Regions from separate parts of the Gossypium hirsutum genome. Here region 1 is linked to region 2. The links are chromatin contacts, called in public Hi-C maps. All regions are on one chromosome and are shown on one strand. Each heading gives the region's core, a stretch centred on a gene start, on an enhancer-like site or on the middle of the called end of the contact. The rest is flanking DNA. Distances are from core to core; before and after follow the strand shown.

The links. A called contact is a pair of places that touch in the nucleus more often than the background predicts.
Region 1: a Hi-C map of leaf shows a contact between it and region 2, with 4 times the contacts expected there. The contact joins two enhancer-like sites. A contact is called at or near these places in 12 of 34 Hi-C or Micro-C datasets (callus, hypocotyl, leaf and 2 more).

The regions. Positions count from the first base shown.
Region 1 is chrA05:48,503,938-48,510,645 of Gossypium_hirsutum_v2.1, forward strand. It overlaps LOC107959938 (putative clathrin assembly protein At2g01600), which reads right to left. Exons shown (of 14, transcript XM_016896110.2): 14 at 6,449-6,708. The coding sequence ends at 6,627. It also overlaps the pseudogene LOC107959939. Among protein-coding and RNA genes, the nearest start is that of LOC107959938, 9.5 kb to the right of the region's middle. Within about 2 kb of position 2,959, at least 6 of the 9 cell types and tissues checked have an H3K27ac peak or open chromatin away from gene starts, as enhancers often do.
Region 2 is chrA05:48,056,947-48,063,800 of Gossypium_hirsutum_v2.1, forward strand. It overlaps the pseudogene LOC121229156. Among protein-coding and RNA genes, the nearest start is that of LOC121228943, 30 kb to the right of the region's middle. Within about 2 kb of position 5,410, at least 1 of the 9 cell types and tissues checked has an H3K27ac peak or open chromatin away from gene starts, as enhancers often do.

The DNA.
Region 1 (6,708 bases), core at 1,709-4,208, 440 kb after region 2:
ATAATGTATTGACTCGGTGCTTTTGACCGAGTCCATCTCATGCAAGTGGTATGGTCCTAACTGAGACCAAATCAATAGGATATAAAAGTAAAGTAAGGCATCATGCAATTTCCAGTCAGATATCACAAAATGTTCAGTCCCCAGATAATGATTTTCGCCTTTGTGGAAAGTCCACAGGACAGCAGATATGTAATAAGGCAGAGCAAGAACTATGCTAAGGTATAAATGCCAGATGACATTAGACAGAAAGACTAATAATAGCACACAAAATGTCATCTCGTACAAGCTGCAAACATTCAAAAATATGAATGTCACGAATTACTAAAAGTTATCTTAGTTAAATGAATGATTCCATCTATGTTACTTGGACTTGGCTGAACATAAGTGCATTTGTTTTTCAAGCTTTTCTATATATTTGGAGAGTTGGAAAGAAAATGAAGACTTGAAGCAACAAAAGATTAGATCATAATCTAGCTCTTACCCAATCAAGTAGATTTTGAGCATCCACATTTAAATTGAAGGATGAGTTTTTCTGGCCACTGATCAGCTCCAGAACCAAAACTCCGAAACTGAACACATCTGCCTTCGCTGATAGTTGTCCATGCATGACATACTCCGGTGCCATATATCCACTGTTTCCAAACAATAAAATACAAATAACTTCATTAAATTGACACCTTATGACATTACCACAAAATCAGAAGCATGTAGATCTCATCATATTATCAATTAAGAGGATGCATGCGAGACAACGTACTTAGTACCAGCTACACGGGTGTTGACATTTGATTCACCCTCGGGAAAGAGACGAGCCATACCAAAATCAGCAATTTTAGGGACCCATTTATCATCAAGTAAAATATTGCTTGCCTTGATATCCCGATGAATGATACGATTGTGTGAGTCTTCGTGGAGGTAAAGCAAACCTCGTGCGATGCCTGTAATTATTTCATACCTTCGCTTCCAGTCAAGCTCCACGTTTCTATTCGATTCTACGGAGGGAAAAATCTTAATCATCATTATTATTACTAAAACCTGGAATTTTTCATTAAAAAGGTTTTTTGACTAGATGATAAATAATCTCATATTCGATGATCAGTTTCAAGCACAATCTTGAAGTTAAGTTTCAAAGAACGAGTCTAGTAGAACATCCCTTGAATCACAATATCTAAAGATCATTTATAGCAATACTCATGCATGTTGCCAAAGATGGTTACACCATCTCGTGTAAAACTCATATGATTCACGATGAGCTCAGTTGACTCAACTATTACAATTAAATACATACTAGATATCACCAAGGGAACGAACCAATGGTAAGAAACTTTTACTCTGGCTTGTTTGAGTCCTGGAATGGCAGTGATGCAGTTAACGACAGATCAGTCATTAGTCAAAGCTCTCACTCAGCCTAACTGCTAATTTCTCATAATCCAAGACCCTTTCAAACTATAATTTTAACATTTTTCAAAATATAAACGCATCAAGGTTAGCACAACATAAGTTGTAATTTCCACTCTTAGTCAGAATTCTCCTCCTCATAAAAATAAGGGTTAGTTCTTTTTAGAGAACAAAGGTTCTGCCTTGTCTCTATTGCTCAATCCATATCCTTTCAAAGCTGTTCGAAATGAGTATTCATAGTTTCTACACATATTAGTCTGTTTTGAGTTCTAAAAACCGACATCAATAACAACAGCACCACAGACACACAAAGGTGGAGATGAAACAAAAGAAACAACAAATACGAAACAAAAGGAAAACAAACAATATAGCCTTCTAGCACCGAAAGCTAAATTGTGCCAAAACTATCAGAGTTAATCCATTATAATTTATTCTGATAGCCCGAAACCTGCATAAAAACAAATTATGGTAACTTACTGAAGAGAAACTTGTCAAGACTCTGATTAGCGACATACTCATACACCAAAAAGCTTTTCGTTGCCATGTATGCAGTAGCCCAACAGATTCACAACATTGCGGTGCTGTACACGTGCTAGCAACTTCGCCTCGTTCTCAAATTCCTTTTTCCCCTGATTCGAGTATTGAGATAGCTTCTTCACTGCAATTTCCCTTCCATCATCTAACTTACCCTACAAATTAAAGAACAGCCATCAATTACAGATAAGTTCCTCACAGATAAGCTCAATTAACTAAAAACATCAGCATTTTGAAACCTGAAAACTACTTGAGAGCAACATGATTTTAAGCTTGGTTTAAGATGGAATTACTGGAAAAGTAAGGCAGGCTTAATGAATTAACTACAGTTCTAGCTTCTTGTGCAACTTCAATTAAAATTTTCTATGCTTTACCTCCTCATTAATAGCTAAGACAAACAGCTTAATGGTTTGATTAGGTTCTTGAGTTATTAGGACAAACGGTTCACTCTAAATCAAAGCTAATAGTGAAAAATGGAAATCTCAAGCTATGTTAGACTCTTCATTTTTCCTTAAGTAAATGAAAAATTATCAAAAACGAAGCCTGTCCCATTGTATCAAATATACTTCAATGCAAACAATATGTATGACAATCCATTGTATCACATTCTATAAATTCAAACAAGAATTATTTTCTAACCAATGGGGAAAAAATTAAATAAATAAGGTTCAACAAAAGGTTTCCTTTATTTTCTAGCTAGCCATACAATAATTAGGATCTTACCCTATAAACAGGTCCAAAACCCCCTTCACCGAGCTTGTGGTGAGGGTGGAAATCTTTTGTAGCAGCAACTAAAGTCTCGAAAAGGAAGTTCTTTTGTTCTTTTTGAGCTATTTTCTCCAAATCCTCTTCATTTTCCCCACCTGAAACACACACCAAATAACACACTAATCATCAATCGTGTAGAGAAAAGATCAAACTTTTCACATAAAAACTGGGCTCCCCCCCCCCCCATTTTACCATTGCTTGAGTTGGACCTGAAAGGTTTGATTAGATTTTGAAAGAAATTCTTGGCTTTAGACATAGGGTCTTGAAAACTAGACCATGAAATGAAAATGGAATGAGAAGAAGTAATGAATTGTTGGGAGGATGAAGAAAAAGAGGAAGGTTTCAGAGATACTAATGAGAAATTTGATGGTTTTCCTGGATATGATTTGGGCGGAAAACAAAGATACGTTTGGGATTGATTGAGCGTGTTGACTATTTGGTTGACAGTTCACATTTGCATTTCTCTTGAAATTGGATTTGGTCTTATTTTCTATAAAATTAAATTTCCAGTTTATTGTTAAGTTTCTGGAATAAAGAAATGAATCAAATTTTAGATTTGTATCTTGTAAATAATAATCATAATTATCTTTCAATTTCATTCCAAATTATTTAAAATTTGTTTTGAGTTCATATATAAGCAACTCTAAAATTTGGGATATTTATTATCCAGAATTTTAAAGGTGAAATCAATAAAATAAATCTACATACCATGAACTCTTAAAAATCCAAAAATTCAATTAACTCCATGTATTAAATTTACACCCAATTAAGTCGGTATTAACAATTTTTATCATTGACCATTAAAACAAATTGATGGATAATCAGATTGTGACACATGAAAACTTTTGATTTAATCTAATAATTTTCTCATAAAAATATTAAAAAATCAGAAAAAAATAAAAATATATAAACAAATCAAAAAATTTATTAAATACTAAAATTTATATAAACTTATTAAAATTATAAAAACTTATAAATATTATATATAATTAATTTTCTAAAATTTATATCAAATTTTATACTTTTTAAATATTAATATTTTTATAATTTTTTTAATCATTTTCATGAGAAAAATATTAAATTAAACTAGAAGCTACAACGTGTCACTATTTAATTGGATTGATTTGTTAATTTATTTTAACAATGAATAAAAAAATGGAAATTAATTGATTATTTAAATTAAGTGGGAATTTAATAGTTTAATTATTTTTTTGAGGTATAACTGTTAAAATTAAATAAGGTTGTCCTGGTAAGCGAAGGAAAAGAGAGAGTTTTGGTAGTTAAGCAATTTGACATATGTTGGGTTGAAACTTGAAAATTCAAACGGAAGTTGACGTTTGAGTCATTGTGTGTGTTGATATAAAAAATATATAATAAACCCTTATTTTAACATCATCAAAAATATACACAGATTTCTCAATTTTATGTAACTTAATAATATTAAATTTTACACTGTAAATATTTTTTTTATTTTACTATAAAAATAACGCGTATAGTAAATTATTTACTAGAATGATATGTTTTTAATAGTAAATTTAGATGGCATCAATATCTCATCTATCATTAGTCTCAAAAGTCATCTCATCATTTTCTAATTATTCAAGGTGAAATAAAAAATTAATTGTAAAGTGGTGTTGTCATTTTGTAAGCAAAACAAAATATTGTTTGTGTTTTCTTTAAATATTATACAATATCGAAAAAATACAAAATATAATACATTAACGCACTTGTTCAAATTTCTTTTTATAAAGTTGGAGTAAAATAAAAAATTTAGCATGTGAGAAAAAAGATTTAAAGAATTAGTTGGGAAGGAGTTTTAAAATACAAAATTTTGTATCGTCACCATATCAGGCAACGTGATTTGGCTCACTGGCACACAATCCCAACATGTTACTTTTTTTTTAAGAAAAATTGAATCGATTCTGCCAATGGGTGAAGTGACACCACTTAAATTTTATATTTTGTATTTCTTCAATATTGTACCATGTTTAAAGAAAATACAAATAATTTTTACTTTTACCTGACAAATTGGTAGCACTACTTTAAAAATAATTTTTAAAGAAATGATGGGTGACTTTTGAGGCTGGTGTGATCTAACATGTTAACCATACTTAAATTTACTAATGAAAATATACCATTTTGATAAATAATTTACAACATATCCTATTTTCGTAATTATTTTTTTCTTTAGGTATTACTAATGTAAAAACCCAATATTTTAGAAATCCGTTTTGAAATAATTTCTCCTTGAGTTTGTTCTGTTGTTGATTAATTTTAATGCTGCTAATGTTGTTGGTAAGTGAAAAGGCTAATGGAGACATATTTTTTATCTGAATAAGAAAAAGGGTCTTGCAGTTAGTTGGGAGAAGCCTACTGTTGGGCGGGTCAAACTGAACTCAGTCCTGGAGTGGCTACGGGTTTTGCTTTTGGGTAAATAATTGTAAACTGATTCTTCATCTAGTTTACCCAATATTTATCCATTAGTTTCAAAAACAAAACAACTATATAATTTTAAATATTGAATATTTATGACAGTTTTTCCTTCAAATTATAATATTTCGAAACTAAAATTTTAATTTTATATAGATTAAATTTTGCTATTGTGGATTTAATTTATCAACTTTAATTTGAGTTCTTGTAATTTTTTACTTGATAAATTTCGTCCCCATACTTAATTTGAAAATTTCAATCTTGACTCAAATCGTAGCAATTAAATCTATATAGTTAAATTATACTATTAATCATGTATCATGCATAGAGTCGTAGATTTAGTCTAGTTTCTCCAATTTGATCATTCATTGTCCCCTTATTTTAAAAAATTCAAAATTTCGATATTGACACAAATGTCCATCGTTAAATCTATAAACTGGCTTTTTAAATAAGTAATATGTGAAAAATAAGTTGACATAAAATTAAATATGTGATAATATATTTACGCATAAGATTTTGAAAATAATAAACTTAATGGATTTAACAACTATCGTTTGATAAATACTGAAATGTTAAAAATTCAAAAAAAGGAAACAAACTAAAATGACTTAAAATCTATATCTTATGCATAATACAAAAACTAAAACCAAAAAATCAACCTTCCATGAAACATATTTTTAAAAAGCATAAAGATACTTCTCACCATATTATTTTGAAGAAACATATTTTTAAAAAGCATAAAGATACTTCTCACCATATTATTTTGAAGGGTTATTATGTAGTTTACCCTTTGAACTTATTCAAAAGTACCTCAGTACCTGGATTTGTATCTAGTTGATGTCTAAACTTTTATTTTGTTACACACATTATCCCAATTTGTTAACAACATTAATTTTGTAAGGGTTAACATGTTGTTTGCCCATTTAACTTGTCCAAAAATTATTAGATTTTAAAATTTTAAAATTCATGCTCATCATGTGTCATATTAAGACACTACATGTCATCGTAGAATTGGCCATTAATACCATTTCAATACAAACTAATGGTGTTATTGAAGAGGCACAAACCTAAGTAATGGAATACCAACTAAGTACAAAAAAATTCAGATACTTTATTTTAAAAAGAAAAAGACACTCAAGAGTTAAAGAGGGTGTCCTTTCAAAAATAAAAAAAGAGGCTATTTAGGCGTAAATTAATGATAAAAAAAATAGAAGCCGAAAATTGACGAAAAATAGTACTCGGGAGTTGATCAATTAAGTCCGTTGGGTTGGCAGCCAAGTCATGATTTACTCGAGATTCAATGCAAGTGGCAGAAAGCTGGAGAAATTTTCAACATAATATTTATGAATTGGTGGCAGCAACAAATTATTATTACATCTTTAAATATCCACAGGCTGGCTTTTACAGCCCATACAAGTGCAAAACACAGGTGCTTTCTACACACTCTTCTCATCTCCCAACCAAAATACACACCCATCAACTCTTCGTATTTAACACTACAATAGGCCTGTGCTTCCACCAAATGGATTATTCGCATGTGGTTGAGCAAATGGAACCATTTGGTTAGCTGGAAATGCC
Region 2 (6,854 bases), core at 4,160-6,659:
AATCTCTGCTATATGACACTCTCTGTTCGCATCACTTACATCAATTGAAAACTCTATTTCCCATTCTCTTTTACAATTTAGTTTTTTCCATTAAACAACTTTGAACGTCAAGAACTTGTAAACTAAAATCCAAACAATTTTATTCTTTAATATTCGACACTGATCGTCAAATTAACTTGGATCTAAGATATGTTTTTTTACTCGTTGATGAGTATTGATTTACTATATTGATCAACGAATATTAGCTTAGAGTTGCTAACCAAACTCTTTTAAAAATAAAAACACTTAACAACCTAATGATTTAAATAAATTTTTGAATAGTTCAATGGCTTAAATAAAATTTTTGAATAATTTAAAATTAATTTATAACTTTTTGAAATTGAATGACCATAATGAAAGCTTAGTAATAGTTTAATGATTTAATGTAGTTGATTTTTAAAAAAATTTAAGTACTAAATTTCTATTATTTATTGCATACCGAATTATTTATTTATCTTTGACTAAAATCTAATTTACGTTCAAAGGTGGTTAGAACTGAACAGATGCCATGCGACGACCACCAATTTGGGTTTACTGAGGACACGGTTGAGTTGGTTCCCACTCCATTTTTTTATTTGAGCCTACTTTTTATTTCATTTTAAAATAAATTTTTATATTGATATTTTTATTTGTAACTAAACCTAGATAAACAAATAATTTTCTAATAAAAGAAATTTAAATAAGACGAAATTGAATCCACCTAAAATACAAAATAACTTGATAAAATATTGCCTACTCTAATAATCCAATCTAATAACAAACCTAATTTTAGAATTCAACTGGCTAGCTTTCAGTTAGATTAATTTTGACGTGACTATATTTATGAGCCAACGACGCATGCATGCATAAATACATCTCAATTATTATTATTATTATTATTATTATTATTATTATTATTATTATTACAAGATATATTTATTATTAGATTGTTTAATCATAAATTACGGTTTAAACGTTAAACTGTAATGGAAAAGATCGAATACAATTATTGCTGATCATTGTCTGAACCAAATGTTAAATCTAGATGTTATAACACAACTGACAAGGGTGTCAAACAACCGACGAGGACGTCGAATTTAGCTACACAAAAACACAAAAATCGCTAAAGTCTTCTAAACACTCTAAAATCTCACTAGATAAATTATTTTTTTTATTTTTGACACTTAAAGACATTATACTTGGGAACATTTATAGTGATGGCTACTTGTCAAAAACCACCAAAACATGTACTACTATTACACATATAAGATGTAGAAGTTGGGCACCAAAACTTTCAGAAAAAGTGGGAAGCATTCCCACGAATGCATGTCTTACTTAGGCATTATTGGAAGCTATTATTTAACTTAACTTTGATAAATATCTTGACCGTCCACAAACTCTAAGGTGATCCAAGTTCAGACAAGCTCCATAGCAATTCAAAACTTACAATATATTGAAGAAATAAGCAAATCTCAAACTTATTTCTCAATGGCACCAACATCCCAATCCTTGAATGAAGAGAAACATCGATCCGCTAACTATCATCCCAGTATTTGGGATCCCACCGCCATCCAATCCTTTACCGCTCCATACACTGTAAGTTGTTTTGCATGCTAGGCTTGTGATAAATGTTATTATATATATGTTGCATGTAACAACCCTTTTTCTTTTGAATTTTAGTACGAACTCTATGCTACACAATTGGAGGATATGGAACAAACGGTTAGTAAATTGCTTGCCTCAACGAATGACACGGCTGCCTTGTTGAAGCTAATAGATTCGATGAAGAGGCTTGGAGTGGCCTACCATTTTCAGGAACAGATTCAACAGCCTTTGAATCAATTGAATTTGGATCTAAATCTTGTCTCCAATAATCTTTCCACAGTCGCATTGCATTTTCGACTCCTACGAGAGGATTGCTATCCTATTACTGAAGGTTGGTTTATTTCTGGATGCTTTCAAAGTTGTTAGCTTATTAAGCACAGTCACCTTACAAACAAATTATATTTTGTTAAATATGACTCATATTTTCAGTTAATTTTGAAAAATAATCTTTCAATTAAACTCTGTTTACTTGTTTCAATCAAATACTGATTAGTTTAGATTATTTTATTATTATTTGACCTGTGAATTTAGCCTATAAATAGGCTCTTTTACAACCTTAGAAAGATGACACCCATTAGAGATTAGAACTCATAACACATTTAGAGAATTTTGTGTTTACATTTTTTGAGTTTTTTGTTTTCTGGTTTTCGGGGTTTAGTCTTTTTCTCCATCTTTTGTACTCTTCGTTCTTTTGCCATTATAGTAAAATTATCTTTGCCCGTGGTTTTTTATCCTCTTTGGAGGGATTTTTCCACGTTAAATTTGTGTGTTTAATTTCTCAATTTATTCCGCTATTTTTCTTGTTCGTTGTTTAATCGGGTCGATCCTAACAAGTGGTATCAGAGATAGTTCAATTTTCATAGATCAGCTCATTCAGAGATGACAACAACAAGGTTTGAAATTAAGAAGCTCGATGGTGAGACAAATTTCAATCTGTGGCAAGTTCAAATGATGGCCATTCTAGTTCAATCCGGTTTGAAAAAGGTTGTTACTGGGAAAAAGCCTGAGAATCTAAATAAAACAGAATGGGAAGAGCTTGATGAAAAGGCCTTGTCTGCAATCCTGCTGTGCCTCGCAAATACGGTATTGTAGAAGGTATTGATGGGGAAGACCTCATCTGCCTTGTGGAAAAGGTTAGAAACTCTTTATGCGATTAAGTCTCTAGCTAACCGTTTAGTGTTGAAGCAAAGTCTATTTACGTTTCGCATGAACGAAGAGGAGCTTCTTAGAAATCACATCAGTCAATTCATTACTCTTTTAAATGATTTAAAGAATGTTGAGGTTCATATTGATGATGAAGATCAAGCTATGCTATTGTGCTCTTTACCTCCTTCAAACAAGTCTTTCAGGGAGACCCTAATTTATGGCAAAGACAAACTCTCGTTCGAAGATGTGAAGGGTCATTTGTTGAGTAAAGACAAACTCGACAATGAGCTTTATTTGGATAGCAAGACAGATAGGCAAGCTTCTGTTTTGGTAGCATTAAAGAAAAGAGACAAAATTTGTCGCTATTGTAAAAAGTTAGGTCACGTCAAAGCAGATTGTTATAAACTGTGAAATAAAAGAGCTGCTGAAAGTAACAAGGAAGATGTAGCTGATGCTAATTTGGCCGATGAAAATGGTGATGATTTCTTGTTAGTGTCAACAAGCGATAACTCCAAACTCACTTCCGAGTGGATCCTAGATTCAGGATGTTCTTTCCACATGTGTCCCAATAGAGAATGGTTCTCCACATACAGTTCGGTTGAAGGTGGAGTTGTGCGCATGAGAAACGATTCATCTAGTAAGGTAATTAGTATTGGTACTGTTAAAATTAAGATGCACGATGGGATGATTAGGACACTCTCAGATGTCAGATATATACCTAATTTACAAAAGTATCTCATCTCCATGAGTATTTTAGACTTGAAAGGATGCAGGATTAACATCGAGTCGAGCGGCATTAAAGTATCTCGTGGAGCTCTCATTTTGTTAAAAGGTAAAAGAACCGGCAGTCTTTACATTCTAGAAGGTTCTACAGTGATCGGTGAAATCGGACGTCCCTTGTTCGTTACGGAGTTGAAGTCAACTCGTTTGGAGCGGAGGCAACTTGGTCATAAGAGGGAAAACGGTATGACCGTTTCGTTGAAGAGAGGTTCTCTTTTGGATGCAGGTTTTGAAAAGTTAGGGCATTGTGTTCATGAAAATCAGACCCGGGTTAGTTTTGATTTACAGTGTACAAGTCGAATGCTAGAAGTCTTCTAATTTCTAAGCACAAATTCGACTCAGTTAATTCCTTGCATAGTTCAAGATAGGCTCGTGGCGGACTTTGGCAAAGATGGCGTTGTGAAAATATGAGTCAAGGTGGAGATTTGTTAAATATGACTCCCATTTTCAGCCAAATTTGAAAAATAATCTTTCAGTTAAACTCTGTTTACTTGTTTCAATCAAACACTGATTCGTTTAGATTATTTTATTATTATTTGACCTATGAATTTAGCCTATAAATAGGCTCTTTTACAATCTTATAAAGATGACACCCATTAGAGATTAGAACTCATAACACATTTAGAGAATTTTGTGTTTACGTTTTTTGGGTTCTTTGTTTTCGAGTTTTCGGGGTTTAGTCTTCATCTCCATCTTTGTACTCTTCGTTCTTTTGCCATTATATTAAAATTATCTTTACCGGTGGTTTTTTATCCTCTTTGGAGGGGTTTTTCCACGTTAAATTTATGTGTTTAATTTCTCAATTTATTCCGCTATTTTTCTTGTTCGTTGTTTAATCGGTCCGATCCTAACATATTCTTTTCTTGTTAACTATTATGGTAAAATTAAACAGATATGTTCGGGAAATTTAAAGGTGGTGATGGGCGGTTCATGGGGAGCTTATGTGGGGATGTTGAAGGGCTTTTGAGCTTGAATGAAGCTTCATTCATGGCAATACAAGGCGAAAAAATCCTTGAAGAAGCTAAGGGTTGTAGCAGTGAAAATCTTAAGAATGTAATAGGGAAACTGGAGAAAGTTAAGGCTAAGCAAGTTCAGCGGTCATTGGAAGTTCCACTTTACTGGAGTATGGAAAGGATTGAAGCACGAAACTTCATTGATTCCTACGCCATGGATGATTCAAACAACTCAGTTTTGCTTGACCTGGGTAAGTTAGACTACAATCTTATCCAGCCAATTTACCAACAAGAACTGAAACAACTTGCAGAGTAAGATTAATTTACTTATAATATATGGTTTTTATTTTTCGAAATTGAATTTTTATTTATTGGATGAAAAATAGGTGGTGGAGGGAATTGAACTTCAAGGAAAAGCTTAGTTTCAGCCGAGGCCGACTGATGGAAATATATTTCTGGGCTACTGGTTTGAGATTTGATCCCCAATATGCCAAATGCAGGATTTGCTTCACTAAGTCTGCATTCTTAGCAACTGTAGTTGACGACATCTATGATATATATGGATCACTTGAAGAACTCGAATGTTTCACCAAAGCAGTCACCGGGTAATATATAGTCTTTCTTTTATAATATTTTTATAGCAGCCAAAATTGGCGTATTGATTATACGGATTTGCAATAGGTGGGATGTGAAGGCTGTCCAAGAACTTCCAAAATACATGAGAGTAATGTTCTCAGCCATTTCAGACTTTACTAATGAATTAGCCCAACAGACCTTGAAAGACCATGGCCTTGACGTTCTGCCCTACATCAAAGAACAGGTAACATGGAGAACCTGAGAATTAACATTTCATAGAATTGGCTCTGATTTGCTGTTGTTATTTGCCAATTGCAGTGGGTTGTACTTTCCAGAGCTCACATCACGGAAGCCAGATGGTTTTATGGGAGGTCAAACTCCCACTTTTGATGAATATATTAAGAACGCATGGATTTCAATTGGAAGTCTTGGAGGGTTGGTTCTTCTTTGTTTTGTGGAGGCAGACTCCATTGTTCATCAATTTCCAAATTGTCTTAAGGATTTTTCTCAATTATTTTACTGATCATCTCTCATTACTCGACTCAGTGATGATCTGGGTACTTCCAAGGTAATATCTTCATTTGCAATACATAATTTGCTAGTCACTAAATTCTAGATGTGCTAAATTTTTTTCATTTTGAAGGCTGAGATGGAGAGAGGAGACATACCGAAAGCAGTGCAGTGTTACATGATTGAAAAAGGAGTATCAGAAGAAAAAGCACGAAATCATGTAAAAGAACTGATAAGCAATTCATGGAAGAAGATCAATGAAGAAATTTTGGATAATCGTTTCCCTCGAGTTATTATGAATTTATCTAAGAACATGGCTCGAACTGCTCAATGCATGTACTAGCATGGCGACGGAGTTGGGACATCAACCGGTGTCACTAAAGGTTATATTGTTTCATCAGTTCTTAGGTCTATTCCAATATAGATGACAAATACTTGCTCTCATTTTTAGTTTTTCAATTTGAGTATTTAAGTTGATAAATGCATGTAATGGATAAAGAGTTAATGTTATCAAATCTTTGTATTACTTTAAATTAATTTTATATTTTCTTATATCTGTAATATTCTTAAATTGAATAATAGGTATTTTTTTCTAAGAGTATTAATTGCACATTTAGAATTTGAATTTATACACTTATAAATAATTTATTTGATTTTTAAATATAATATTTCATAAAATAAAATTTTGTTTTTCATTCTTTACGTGCAATAAGTGCAAGGAATGAAACAATATTACTTAAAAGTTTGAATTAAAAACATATGATATTTCTCTTTGTAATTGTAACATCCCTCGCCGGATCTGATAGTCGGGTCTGAACTATGGGATGCTACAGTCGTTGCCAGAGCAACTATTAAAAAATTCACAATAAAATCATTATTCATGCAATCAACAACAATACAACATTCTATATCATAAACATTCTTTTCTGGGTCTTATATGATCATACGGATGCCTTAAAGTCAACCCGAGATCAAATAGGGACATTTTTGAAATATTTTTAAAATTACAGACCAAATACACCATAAATTAATCATTCAAATATTCAATCATGTCATAAACACCTAGATATTATGATACACAATTAAATTCGAGCCTTAATCGAGCTTACGGAAGCTCTTTTGTAGACTCAAGCATGAAATAGGACCAGATTGCAACATTTTCAAAGTTTTCAGAATAGGTATTGATACCATTTTGAGCTTTGAATTTTTTAAAATATTGAATTTAAAAGGAAGGTATCGATACCAGGCATAAAGTATTGATATCTT